2 separate regions of the Mus musculus genome follow, and region 2 is linked to region 1. A link is a contact called in public Hi-C data. All regions are on one chromosome and are shown on one strand. The core of a region is the stretch at or near the end of the contact, and the rest is flanking DNA. Distances in the headings are between cores, read along the strand shown. Region 1 overlaps Klhl2 (kelch-like 2, Mayven). Region 2 overlaps Gm32507 (a long non-coding RNA gene).

Region 1 (7,232 bases), core at 1,587-4,086:
AGGGAAATGACTCAAAAGGGAAAACATTCACTGCACAAATATAAGGACCTGTTTGATCCCTAGCATCCATGGGAAAAGAAGAAAGGAAGGAGGGAGGGGGCAAGAAGAAAGGAAAAAAAGACCAACAGACAGACAGACCGAAAGGGTAAGTCATCTAGATGTGGGTATAGCATAATCTATGTTTAATTCCAGCACTAGAGAAGCAATACCAAAATGACCCCTGGGGCTCTCTGGTCAGTAAGCTCCAGGTTCAATGAGAAGCTCTGTCAGCTGCTAATAATTCTTGATGTGCAAGCATGAGGAACAGAGCTTAGACCCCAAGACCCAAGTAGGAAGACAGGAATGCCCCACATATTTCTCTATCACTAGCACTGAGAAGGGTGGGGCAGTGGATCGCTGGATCCCAGACCAAACAAAAAATGCAAGTTCCATGTTCAAGAAGAGACCACGCAAGGTAGAGAGTGATATACAAAGATATTCAATGCCTGCTTCTGGTCTATGTGTACACACACACACACACACACACACACACACACGATCTGAAGACAAATAAAGACACCAACCAACACTGACGACTGGCGCATACACAGACACAAAGTGTACATATACATGCGTACACGCACAAATAAAATAAAATCTCTATCTGCAGGATGGTGTAGAGCAAATTATTTTAGCTTTCTGAGCCTTTTTTTTAATTGCAAAATAGATTAATGCAAGTATTATGTAACAGTGAAACCATCAAATGAGATAAGCATCTACAATGTGTAGTACATTATTGAAGATATACCTGATTAAAATTTCTGCACTAATAATCACATATACACAATCATATAGTTTTTTTTTTTTTACAATTTTTTTATTTTTGAGATAGGATCTTACTATGCCCCTCCCCATTGGAAGCACAAATGTCATGCCAACAGATCACTAGTGAAACCAACCAGTAATGGTAAACATCAGGTGGGAGTGGGTATTGTTTAGGACCTGGTGACCTTTTTGGTATCTGGGGAGGCAGGCCGAAATTCCCTAGAATGCTTAGCCCAGACTCTTCCTCCCTGTTGAGCCTTGCACCCCTAGCACAGCTGCAGCCACTTCGTTCCATGCCCACCAGCTAGTTCATATTGTTACCATAATATGCCTTCCAGACATTGACACAGAAAAATTACTTGGCTCAGAGTAGGTCCGTGCTGACTACACACCCTCTTATATTCTGTATGTTGAGGTTTGTGAAGCTTACGAAATTCAACAACTAAAAGCTCCAGCAAGGACCAATCAGAATAAAGGTCAGTTAGAGCTGTTTTGTCTAGCTAGCCAAAATTGGTTGAGTCAGAGCTGACCACCCAGCAGCACTTCCTGCACCTGCACAAGTTCATTGTCGGTTTTGTTTGTTTGTTTGTTTGTTTGTTTTCCCTTATAAGCTAGCCCTGAGAAATGTTTGGGGCTTTAGCCTCAGCCCCCAAATTCTGAGCTTCAGCCCTGATCGTTAGTCTTAGGGTGCACATTCACTAAACCATCCCTGGATGACTGTGATTGGTGTTTATGTGGTTTGTGGGTGACTCCTGAACCCCAACACTTCTGAGATCATTATCTTTATTTTAGCTCCCAGTTAAACTCACATGTTGTTTATGGCCTGCTGACATCTATGATATCCTAATCAAAACCACATCAGAGTCTACACCTTTTAGCTATAGAGCCCACCTGCATGGTCACACTTTGTACAGGAGTTTCTAAGTCGATGTCACACCTTAAGCTTTTTTGTACACCTGGAACAGGAATGACTATTGCCTGGAATCTGTTTCCCATGTTGTACTGTGTTTTAACTATGCTGACAGTAAACTTCAAAGAGCATCAGACTCCCTGAAGTCTGATTCAAGCTGACGGAGTCAGTCTGACCAACATTTTTCCTTCTCATCTCTTCTTCTGATCACTGTCCACACTGACACCCGCAGGGTCCCCCTGACCTCTCAGAAGCCTTGAACTCATGACCCTCCCACTCAGCCTCCCTCGTGGAACAGGTCTGAACCTGTGAGTTGCACATCAGATATCTTGCATATCAGATATTTACATTACAATTCATAACAGTAACAAAATAATCTTATGGCGGGGGGTCCGCACTACATCAGGAACTGTATCGAAGGGTGCCAGCAGTAGGAAGGTTAAGGACTGCTGCACTAGTACAGTAGCCATGTATCCTATGTAGCCACAGGCATGCACCATGATGCCTGGCTTGCTGAGAGTTCTTAAAGCAGTGAGGAGGGAGCAAAGCCTCCACAGACCTTCTGAAAGTACACAAAAGTTCCCGCATGACCTCTGCACCTGCCCTTAGAAGCGTGGGAGCTCCAAGGTGTCTGTGACTCACAGATGTTTAAGAGCCGCCTAGCAGGCCGCAGGTTTGTTTTCTCTATTCCCTACATTTATAATATGAACTGTGCTAAAGAATGAATCTCCAAAACCAGACATGTGGTAGCACATTTCAGCTACTTAGAAGGAAGACAGAAACTAAAGAAAGATGTATTTCCCTTTTATTTCGCCTTAAGAACTCAAATAACTGTAAGTTTGTTTAGCTCAAATTATTCGCCAACTTTGAAATATATGAAACAAAACAGACAAACTAAAGTTTTAAAATATCTAACAAAAACAAAAAACCCACAGCAATACCAAGCGAGGGAAAAATCAAAATCAAGGAAACTTGAAATAGCTTTATTGCTTATGTAATACAGAAGAGATTCTTCCTTCTTTGGAGTGAAATCTTCAAATTACTCATTCCCTCACTCTGACTCAGTTAACAACCTTCACCTCAAATAGCTATCATAGTGCCTTAAGTGTGTGCAATAAGGAGACAGCGGGGAAGGGAACTCAAGCTAGAAGTCAGGAGAAACAGGGTAAGAAGAAGTCTTGCTCTGTCCCTGGCTGACTGGAAGCCAGCCGGCTCTCTCCTAAAGCACTGAGAGTCTTCAGTGAAGCTCCACACAATCCCAGAGACACCAGAAGAACACAGTGCTCAGATCAGTCTCACCAAGTAACACTTCCTCCATCAGTGTAGCCATCCTGAGGCCACCAGACACCCCCACTGCACTGGCCCTCTCCTTAGAACACACTGGACTGGGCAGACAAAAACAATCAAAACACGGTAAAGACAAGCTTGACACATGTTCATCTATAAAGCCTTATTCCAGAGTTCACTGAAAACTACTGGTTACAAAAAGGAGGCTTGCTTTTCTGAGTTGTATTTCCAAATGTCCTTCCGAAACACGGCCTTTTCAGTGGGCTCTGAGGGTTTTATAAACCAGCGGACCCCTACGATAAAGAGATGCCCTTCCCCTCTAAAGAAAAGCTTTCTGGAATGGAGCCAGGCCTCCCAGTGCAACTCCTAAGTGCTGTAGCACCTGAGCAATGCACTCAAAAGGCGAGCCACCGTGACAAGGGGCTCTCCTCAAAGTCCGCGACTAATGTATTAAGACTGGAATATGACAGTTATTAAAAGGGACCCTTAGAGGTGTCCTCACTCCTAGCAGGCAATGTTCCCACTGTAAGAACTGCTACAAACGACAGGAAGAACTAGACTCATGTTTAGACTCTCAGGCCTGTACATCTTTAGCAGTTTCCCTCCAGGTGGCCCTTATGTGTCAAGAGAAATCTGTAATCTATTTACTAGGCATAGAGTATAATGACATCATGCACATCTATAAAGAAAAAGCCCAACAACAACAACACAAGGTACTTTCTTACTGAAAACACCACCTTCAGAGCCCAACAACAGCTTAAGTATACAGAAGAGTCTAAAAGGAGATAACATATTATGATCTTCTCTCATTTCCTGACATAACACAGTCCTTCATACTAAAATGAGGACTCATGTGAGCTTTGGAGGGTGACTTAGCGGGTCAGGTGGAGGCTATGCAAACATAAAGACTTGGGCTCAAATCTCCAGAACCCATGTAAAGCCAGGTATAATAGTATGCTTTTGTAATCTCTGAGTCCCTACAGCAGAGACAGGAGACTCCCTAGAAATTTGTTGGCCAGTTAACCTTAGATAATGTTGAACCAAATGGAAGGCAAGAAATGATGCTCAAGGCTGTCCTCTGATCTCTATATGTTTACTATGGCATGTATGCTCCCCACACGCAGACAGATACATACATACATACATACATATATACATACACACACACAGACTGATAGATGATAGATACATAGATAGATAGATGATAGGTAGATAGATGATAGACAGACATATGATAGGTAGATAGATGATAGACAGACATATGATAGGTAGATAGATAGATAGATAGACAGACAGATAGATGAAAGACAGACATATGATAGATAGATAGATAGATAGATACATAGATAGATAGATAGATAGACAGACAGACATATGATAGATAGATAGATAGGCAGACAGACATATGATAGACAGATAGATAGACAGACAGACATGATAGATAGACAGACAGACATGATAGATAGATAGATAGATAGATAGATAGATAGATAGATAGATAGATAGATGATAGATAGATAGGTAGATAGATGATAGACAGACATATGATAGATAGATAGATAGATAGATAGATAGATAGATAGATAGATAGATAGATATAGACAGACAGACATATGATAGACAGATAGATAGACAGACAGACATATGATAGATAGATAGATAGATAGATAGATATAGATAGATGATAGATAGACAGACATATGATAGATAGATAGATAGATAGAGAGAGAGAGAGAGAGAAAGAGAGAGATAGATAGATAGATAGATAGATATGTTCAGTAAACATATGATCCAATTATTTTTAGTCACAACTCTAAAATTGTTGGTGGATTTTTCTACCCCATGAATTAAAAGTTCCAGCAAAGTTAAAAGGAGAGTGAAAAGGGCCCTCAGGAGGCTTAGCATCCTCCAGCTAACATTTCACAGTAAGCAGATAGCATGTGACATGCTACAACAGCAGTTCTTTAGTCTCCACTCGAACTTGAGGTAGCACATTTCAGCTTCGCAGAGGTGTAAAACATGAAACTCATATCTTATTTGTACAAGTAGAATTTAGAAGCTGTTTCTTAAGAGTTTGGTCCTAGGGGCTGAAGAGATGGCTTCAGTTAAGAATGCTTGCTTATTCTTCTGGAAAACAAAGCTTGGTTCTTTTTTTTTTTTTAGGTGTCTTTTTAAATTTATTTTTATTAGATATTTTCTTTATATACATTTCAAAAGCTATCCCGAAAGTTCCCTATACCCTCCCCCTGCCCTGCTCCCCTACCAACCCACTCCCAGTTCTTGGCCCTGGCATTCCCCTGTACTGGGGCATATAAAGTTTGCAAGACCAAGGGGCCTCTCTTCCCAGTGATGGCCAACTAGGCCATCTTCTGCTACATATGCAACTAGAGACACGAGCTCTAGGGGTACTGGTTAGTTCATATTGTTGTTCCACCTATAGGGTTTGCAGACCCCGTCAGCTCCTTGGGTGCTTTCTCTAGCTTCTCCATTGGGGGCCCTGTGTTCGTCTTATAGATGACTGTGAGCATCCACTTCTGTATTTGACAGGCACTGGCATAGCCTCATATGAGACAGCTATACCAGGGTCCCTTCAGCAAAATCTTGCTGGCATATGCAATTGTGTCTGGGTTTGGTGGCTGATTATGGGATGGATCTCCGGATAGGGTAGTCTCTGGATAGTCCATCCTTTCGTCTTAGCTCCAAACTTTGTCTCTGTAACTCCTTTTATAGGTATTTTGTTCCCTATTCTAAGGAGGAATGAAGTATCCACCTGTTGGTCTTCCCTCTTCTTGATTTTCTTGTGTTTTGCAAATTGTATCTTGGGTGTTCTATGTTTCTGGGCTAATATCTACTTATCAGTGAGTGCATATCTAATGACTTCTTTTGTGATTGGGTTACCTCACTCAGGATGATGCCCTCCAGGTCCATCCATTTGTCCAAGAATTTCATAAATTCATTGTTTTTAATAGCTGAGTAGTACTCCATTGAGTAAATGTACCACATTTTCTGTATCCATTCTTCTGTTGAGGGACATCTGGGTTCTTTCCAGCTTCTGGCTATTATAAATAAGGCTGCTATGAACATAGTAGAGTATGTGTTCTTATTACAAGTTGGAACTACTTCTGGGTATATGCCCAGGAGAGGAATTGCTGGATCTTCTGGTAGTATTATGTCCAATTTTCTGAGGAACCTCCAGACTGACTTCCAGAGTGGTTGTACAAGCTTGCAATCCCACTAGCAATGGAGGAGTGTTCCTCTTTCTCCACATCCATGCCAGCATCTGCTATCACCTGAATTTTTGATCTTAGCCATTCTGACTGGTGTGAGGTGGAATCTCAGGGTTGTTTTGATTTGCATTTTCCTGATGATTAAGGATGTTGAACATTTTTTCAGGTGCTTCTCAACCATTCAGTATTCCTCAGTTGAGAATTCTTTATTTAGCTCTGTACCCTATTTTTTTAATGGGGTTATTTGAATTTCTGGAGTCCAGCTTCTTGAGCTCTTTGTATATATTGGATATTAGTTCCCTATCTGATTTAGGATTGGTAATTCCCAATCTGTTGGTGGCCTTTTTGTCCCATTGATAGTGTCTTTCGCCTCACAGAAGCAAAGCTTGGTTCTTGACACCCGTGCTGAGTACCTCACAAGCACCTAGAAGTCCAGCTCCAGGGACCACAAGCACTCGAACATAAACTCGTGGCACAGCCTCACACTAACACTGATGATAAATCAAATCTTTTATGAAAAGGCTCTAAGTTCTCTTTGCTGCCCTTAAAACACAGTAACCCTTCTGAAAGGACTATAAATAAATACCATCATTTAAATGTTGACAGGACATCGCCACCCAGAATTAAAAGATGCATGCATTCTTTGTTCAACCAATTCCACATTCAGGAGTCCAGCCTGTACAACTCTTGCACACAAAGATTAAGATGCCCATTCACTGCAGCAATCCAGAAAATGGAGCGTTATGCATGCCCAGGACCATATGAGACACTACACAAAAGAACAAGCCATTCTCTTCAGTGAGGGGGAAAAAAAGCAAAGTTTCTGAACAAATATACAAAAAAAAAAAAAAAAAAACTCAAAATTTCAATTATGTGCACGCCTGTCCTGAGCTCATTTACTTGAATCAATGAATGGCTAATGAGCTGAAAGGACCTGTTTCAAAGAACAGCAGCTATCCTTCTCAGGAAGGAGAAGATGGATGGGGGAGGGGGATCACAGAGAA
Region 2 (7,232 bases), core at 1,204-3,703, 140 kb after region 1:
TCAAACCACACCTTCACGTAGGCGGTGGAAAGCCTAGGACGTTGTTCTCACGTGAGCTTACATTTTGCTGGAGCTCTGGCCACAGACAGGGAGCAGATCTCTCTGCATAGGAAGCCCCCAGGAGTAACCTTCATTGTTCGCTGAGTGTAATATCCATTACTGTATCAACGCTTGATATTAGCATGTATGCCATGAATATCAATTCTCTTTTCCTGGTCTTATTAAAGGGAAAGCAAAGTCATCTACACTGTAGTTTTTCAAAGCCACAGGTTTGAAATATTCCTTAATTTTGGTTGTTCACCCTGGCTTCTTGTGTCTGTCCCCTCACTGTAAGACTTACAGTGACTGCTAATGCGGGGCTCAAAAGTCTGGCCTTGGTGACCTAAACATGGTGATATTGGCACCGGTAGTAGGGGTCTCCTCCTTATGTAAGGAGCGTGATGCCCATCTCACTGTATTACCCCGACTGGCCGCTAGCTGCCTCAGTTTCTAAGTATATATTACTCTGTCACATGGAACTCTTACATTTTAAAATTACAACTTTGGGCATGGTAGTGAGGCTGCAATTCCAGCACTTGGCAGAAGGATCATCCGAATTTGAGGCCAGCTTGCTCTGCATAGTGAGTTCCACGCCAGCAAAAAGATGAAAAATTAATTGAATTCTGTCTTTAGACGTTTGGCTCTATTAGTGTCCTATCACCAAGTGCGGCACTAAGTTCTTTTCAAAGTCTAGCTCACTTTGCTTTCTTAGAAGTCACTTTTAAAGCCTCTCAACTATACCACTAAAAGGAATCAGGACCATCATTGTAAGGGCTTAGCCAGAAACTGAAAATTTGATAGCCTACAGCAGCGTTATCTTTGTCGGACTAACATGGGAACAGCGCCACTCAGTGGTGATCATAGGAACTGCACCACTAAAGTCTACGACGTTGCCAGTCACCTCCTCTAATCTCCCACATCATTCACAGTGCCCCAAAACACACAGTGTAAATCACGACCTGCCCTGACTCCATTGCTTGAATCTAGGAAGCAGCTACTGGTGTGGTGTAGGGATGCAGCGCTCAGTAGAGAGCGATGTAAAGAGGTGGAGAAATTGTATCTTCACAGAGCCTGGGAGTTAGTCCCGAGCAGATGGCCTGAGTTCCATCTGGCAACCCAAATAGTGGAGGGAAATAACGGACTCTAGAGGTTGTCCTCTCATCTCCACGTGTGCACTGTAATACTCTCGTGACCCTTCCACCTCACCCCTCCCGTCCACCATAATAAATAAAAAATAATGTTTTTTTTTTTTAAATACAAGAGGAAAGAGAACAGAAACGTATACACACAGGCATGTACACACACACACACACACACATCCATGAAAGTAAAAGTTGAGGGGACAGTAAGGGAACATAAGAAGTTGGGGGGGAGCTAACGGGAGGGTATGGTAGAGCACAGTACATTAGTGCATAAAAATGTCATAATGCAGCGTTATTATATACAATTAATATATGATAAGAAAAGAGTTCTTCTTTTGTAGGGAAGAAATACTTGTGGGGCGGGCCTGAGGGGGTTGGTGACACACACCTACAGTCCCAGTACTTACTGGTGAGGTGGAGGCAGGAGGATCAGAAGGCCAATGCTATCCTTGGCCACATACTTAGTTGGAGTCCAACCTGGCCTACATGAGACCCTGTGTCAACAAAAGTAAAACAACAAATATATTTTGATAAACTATTTGGGGAAGGGGCTACAGCGTCGAGAAACTGCGCAGACAACAAAATGTGAGCTATACACGGATGCAGGAAACAAGGAGAAATGTTCCTTTGGGGTTTTCGCCAATTAGAGAAATCCGGAGGAGAGAAGCAGGGCAGTGGCGGCACAGCGGAAACAGGTGAGGACCCTGCACTCCCCCCCCCCCTCCCCAGCCCTTCAGGAAATCTGCAGAATCAGCAAACACCCGGCAGAGACTGGATTCTTGCAGAAGAGCAATGGCAGGTGAACAAAGAGAAATGAGGGTTACTCCTGAGCGATCTGCTGCCCGTCTGCTGTGGGGCGGGGGCAGTGATAAGCCACAGGCGCTCAGCAGTCTCACCCATGAGCCCTCAGCTTCTCAGCCCCTTTGGCTCTAGGTTACATAACTCTAGGATTGTGGTGATTAGTCTTGAGTGTCAATTTGATGGGCTTTACGATCACCATGGAAACAAACCTCTGGGGAGGTGTAGAGGGCACTTTTAGATTAGGATGAAATAGGAAGACTCCCCTCACCCTAAATATGGGCAGCACCATTCCATGGGCTGGGATCCTGGAACTGAGCCCCCAGCACCACCTCTAAAGGTGAGCACTCTCATCGTCTGAGAGTTGAGCACCAGATCCCTCCCCTAAGAGCTGAGCGCCAGCTACATCCTCCACCCCCTGGGAACTGAGCACCAGCTGCACCCCACATCCCCTGTGAGCACCAGCCTCACCCTCCACCCCCACCCATGCTTCCTGCCTCTTGAGATGAGCGATTGCCTGGAGCTCCCGCTGTGTGAGGATCCTGTCGGGATGGACTATGTAGATGAGCTATGAGGCAAAATAAACCTTCCTTCCTTAAGTCTTCCTGATACTCTGTCTCCAAAACAAGAAAAGTATATGATACACTGATCAAAAGGCAGGGTCTCATATTCCAGGTGTAGAGATAAATATGTCCAAAAGCATAGAGGTGGGGCTGGGAGGCAGGTGTGAGGGTGATCATCCCATCTCTGAGGAGAGATGAACCGAAGCCTCATAAGGCCATTTGCTAAAATTCACCGGTGCTGAATTTAGCATCGATGCCATCTGAACTTCTTCCAGGGGAAACATCTAATCAGGGAGATTGGGCAGAGTGATTTTCACTTGCTTAGGATGATGCTGAAATTAATCAAAAGGCATTTATTAGATACTTAATTGCACTTAGTGCAGTGCTGGAGGCCCACAAAGAGCACTGTGTGCACCTGGCCCCTCCACCCCAGCAATTTATAATATAGAGCAGTGGAGAGATGGGGAGGGGAGGGGACGGGACAGGAAGGAAGCCAGAATTTCATGAGGTCCTCAAACATAGCAGTCTCATGCAAAGGAAGATATTTCTTTTTCAGTGTTGGAGATTGAAGCTACTCTTCCTCCAGCTCGTGAGGCAAGCTTCTACCACTTACTCTGCCTTTATAAATGTCCGTCTGTCCACTTTACAGACAAGGAAAGTGCTGGAAGTCGAATTTAAGTTGAGCTTGGTTATTCTAAGGCTCTCTGCTCAGCACTGGTTAGCCTTGGATGGACTGCAGACAGACAGGAAAATGTGCTCAGAATAAAAGGTGTTCTTAAAACTGTAAGACATGGCTGGCACAATAGCCAAGCCAGTCAAAGCTCGAGCCATGCCAGCTGATGACCTGAGTCTGAACCCTGGAACCCACGGTGGGAGAAGAGGAATAGCCGTGCCCTCCATGCACGGTGTAGCATGCACACAGGCACACATTCACATGCCTGTGAGTGTGCACACACACAGTAACAATAGTGAATATAAGTAAGAGTGAATTATGTGATGAGCTGTAATCCCAGTGTTTGGGCAACAGAAACAAAAAATATCAGGAATTCAAGGTCATCCTGTCAACTACACAACAAGTTCAAGGCCAGCCGGAGCTCCGTGCCAGTCTGTGCTGAAAAAGAAGAAAAACCTAAGAAGAGATGACAAGACAGGGAAAGGGAAAGGTGGCAAGAAGGAAGGAAGGACGGACAGAAGGACAGACAGGAAATACACAGACAATCAGAGGGTGGTTGCCAATCTGATGTCCTCAGCCTTCCTGGCCTATTTCACGTCCTCTCAGCGACCTGCACACACAGGCCCTGTTTGTTCTGTTCCTTACCACGGCTCTCATTTTACTTCTCTGGCTGCTTGCTAACCCATTCTTCAGCATCCTGTGTTTCTTACCTGTCATGCAGGACAGGATCACAAGTTCAAGGTCATCTGTAGCCACAGAAGGAATTGGAGGCCAGCCTAGGCTACATAAGACTCTGCCTCAAAACACAAAAGAAAAAAAAAAAGTCCAACACAGCTAAACTAGATCTGAATCCAACTTTACTTATTTTTAAAGTATGTTTAGATTTTTTGTTTTGTTTATTATTCCTCTGTGGGGTGGGGTATCCGTGGTGTGGTGTAATAAATGGAGGTCGGGGAAAACACTGTGGAGTTGGTTCTTTCCTGCTACTTAAAAAAAAAAAAAGATTTACTTATTTATTTTATGCATGTGAGTAGACTGTTGCTGTCTTCAGACACTCCAGAAGAGGGCATCAGATCCCATTATAGATGGTTTTGAGACACCTTGTGGTCGATAGGAATTGAACTCAGCCAGTGTTCTTAACTGCGGAGTCATCTCTCTAACACTTTCCTGCTACTTTTCATGGGTTTAGGGGATTGAACGAAAGTCATCAGGTCAGGCTTTCAGAGTAAGCACCTTTACCTGCTAAGCCACTCAATGGCCTGACTTTCTATATTCTTAATAAAGAATTAATCAAGGAGGGAGAGGGGGGAGGGGGAGGGGGAGGGGTAGAGGGAGAGGGAGAGGGAAAGAGGGGAGGGGGAGAGGGAGGGAGAGGGAGAGGGAAAGAGGGGGAGGGGGGAGAGGGAGAGGAGAGTGAGAGAGAGGGAGGGATTGTTAAGTGACACATGATCCTGTAAGTATGTAATCTTACACTCATTACATCACACACAAACAGGCACATGCTCAAGCATGCACACACACATTTCACATTGCTGCCTTGCAATCAGAAAGGGGACTAGCTGGGAAAAGAAAGGGAATGAGTGGGAGGGGGCAAGAGAAGGCAACGGGCGCTGTATATAACTAAAATACCTTATACACACACGTATGAGAATGCCATAATGAAACCTGTTATTACATATAATTAACAGACGCCAGTAAATGCTCATTTAAAAGAGTAAAGGCCAGTTAAAAGTGTGCAGTACATAAGGAAATGTCCTTTGAGGATTTCAGGGCTGTTCCTTCCCAGGGTCTGTGGAGAAGCTGGTTGTAGAGAGGAAGGAGCCAACATGATTCAGCTAGCTGTTCCAGGACACGAGGACAGGCATTCTTTCCAATGGACAAGTCTAGTCACTGTCCTTGGGGCCCAGTCTGCTCGGCGTTGATGACATCTTTGCCTTCCAATTCCTCTTCAACCACAGACCTTGAGGACTCTTCCTCAAATCTCTCTTCATTCTTCATGAGATATCTCGTGTAACCCAGGCTTGCCTCTAACGCACTATAAAGCAAAGCCTGGCTTTGATATCACGATTCTCTTGTCTCCTCTAAGACCTGGGACTACAGGTGTGTGCCACCACACCCACTTCCCCAGTTGGATTCTGTGTGTGTGTGTGTGTGTGTGTGTGTGTGTGTGTGTGTGTGTTTAAAACTTGGCCTGCAGAGATGGCTCAGTGCTTAAATGCACTAACCACTCTTCCAAAAAAAACCTGGGTTTGATTCCCAGAACCACTGTCTAACTCCAGTGTCTCATCTGGCCTCCCTGGGCAATAGGCACACACACAGTGCATAGCCACACATGCAAATAAAACACTGAAATGCATAAAATAAAAGCATTTTAAAAATACTTTGTATATAAAACAAAACAACTCATCCGTTGCGATGATGCACACTAGCGATGCCAGATTTCACTGTGTGAAGGCAAGTGGATCAGGAACTGAAGGCCCGTTTCAGTGCACATCAATTTCTAGGTCAGTGTGAGCTACTTGAGACTTTGTTTTAATTTTTACAAAAATGAGGACTGGGCAATGAATGGCTTTTGCTGTCAAGTCCAGGATTCACATAGTGGAAGAACTGACTTAATCTTGGGTCAAGTGTGGCGGCTCATCCGAGCATTCCACTAGGCAACAAAGACAGGCGAATCTCCGAGGGTTCAGTCTGGTCTACATAGTGAGTTCCGGAACACGTAGCGCTATGTAGAGAAACCCTGTCTCATAAAAACAAAACTGAAACCAAAAATAATCAAAGGACAGAAAAAGAAGAGATGGGGAAGGGGAAAACAGAAACAGAATACCTTAAAAAAAAAAAAAAACTACAGAAATTTCCTGTGGAGACATCTGTAAATCGTGTTATAGAAATTGGAATCTATTCTAATTAAGTCCCTCTACAGGTGGAATTGCGATTTTTACTGCGTCTTTTTCCAAACAGAGCTATCTATATTGTTGCAAACAAAAATTGCGCCAACAGAAATAAGTTAATATTCTAAAGAGAAGTAGTTTACTTGGTTTAAATGGTTGCTCGAGAAATTCATCCTTTAATTTCCAAATCTCTGATAAATGGATGAAGCAACAGTTTAGGGGAAACCCCAAAACAACCGCCTGGGCTACACTGCAGCTCAAAGCTGGAGTCTGCAGGGGGGGCCACGCCCCTGGCTGCTGATCGGCTGATCTAGGTGGAGGGGCGTGGCCTTCGGCGGCCGGGGCGGGGCGAGCGCAGAGTGGGTGTGTCCGAGGCGGGGCGCGCAGGTCCTAGTAGGTGCGACTGTCCCGGGCCGTCGGCGCCCGGGCGCTGGTGGAGAGGTCAGGCTGGCGGGGCATCGGCCCGCGACGGCGGGTCATGGCGGCGGCCGGCCGGCTGGAGGACGTGAGTGAGGCGCCGAGCCCTGTCCCCGCCATTCGGCTTCCTGTGCTGGGCTCAGGGGGCGGAGACTGCGGGCTAGGAGCTAACCAGAGCCGCAGCGGCTCGACCATCGGGGACGCAGGGTGCGGGGTGACGCGACGGGCGGGGACCGCGGACCCCGGGAACGTCTTCCTGAACGATCGGAGGGACACGGCAGGGTGGGCGTGCGGGACCCTTCACTCGGCGGCTCACGTGCAGTGCGCGTCTTTGGTTCCGGAAATGGGAGCTTCACGTGATGCGAGCTGGCTTGATCTGTCCTTCCTGGGAGAGACTGACAGGCGGGCTTGCAAGCCCGGGTGACCCGGCTTCTGTGGGCCCTCCTGCGTTGGTCGGAGAGCACCCGGAACTTGGAGTGACTCTAACCTCCAGCATCCCTCGGGCGGACTTGTAGCTCTCATCTCCCGGAAACGCAGATTGGCGCATAACAGTTATCATGTGCTGTTTTGAATGTAGGCATGATAGGAACAGTGCTTGGTTGCTTTAAAAAAAAAAAGTATTCGGTTGCCCAGTTCATGATGTAGCCATTATAGAATAATACAGTTGCAAAAATCTTGAGTTTGCAAGCTCATTAAGACACTGATTTAT

What was found. A called contact is a pair of places that touch in the nucleus more often than the background predicts.
Region 2: a contact with region 1 is called in a Hi-C map of cerebral cortex, with 3 times the contacts expected there. The contact joins two enhancer-like sites. A contact is called at or near these places in 6 of 39 promoter capture datasets (3T3-L1-derived adipocytes, the C10 cell line, frontonasal cranial neural crest and 3 more), 2 of 484 Hi-C or Micro-C datasets (cerebral cortex and cortical neurons), 6 of 115 datasets of contacts at active chromatin or transcription factors (CD8 T cells, bone marrow-derived macrophages, embryonic stem cells and 3 more) and 3 of 9 other capture datasets (adipose tissue, liver and pancreatic islet).

Annotation. Positions count from the first base shown.
Region 1 is chr8:64,803,910-64,811,141 of GRCm38.p6, forward strand. All of the region lies in intron 4 of Klhl2 (kelch-like 2, Mayven), which reads right to left. All of the region lies in intron 3 of Gm46040 (a long non-coding RNA gene), which reads left to right. Among named protein-coding and RNA genes, the nearest start is that of Gm46040, 32 kb to the left of the region's middle. Within about 2 kb of position 2,837, at least 40 of the 459 cell types and tissues checked have an H3K27ac peak or open chromatin away from gene starts, as enhancers often do. A contact at or near this core is called in cerebral cortex, where this site is marked.
Region 2 is chr8:64,940,723-64,947,954 of GRCm38.p6, forward strand. Gm32507 (a long non-coding RNA gene) reads left to right here. Exons shown (of 4, transcript XR_379050.2): 3 at 1,730-1,876; 4 at 3,099-4,013. Tmem192 (transmembrane protein 192) reads left to right here and starts at 6,463. Exons shown (of 6, transcript NM_028427.3): 1 at 6,463-6,611. The coding sequence starts at 6,585. Within about 2 kb of position 2,454, at least 17 of the 459 cell types and tissues checked have an H3K27ac peak or open chromatin away from gene starts, as enhancers often do. A contact at or near this core is called in cerebral cortex, where this site is marked.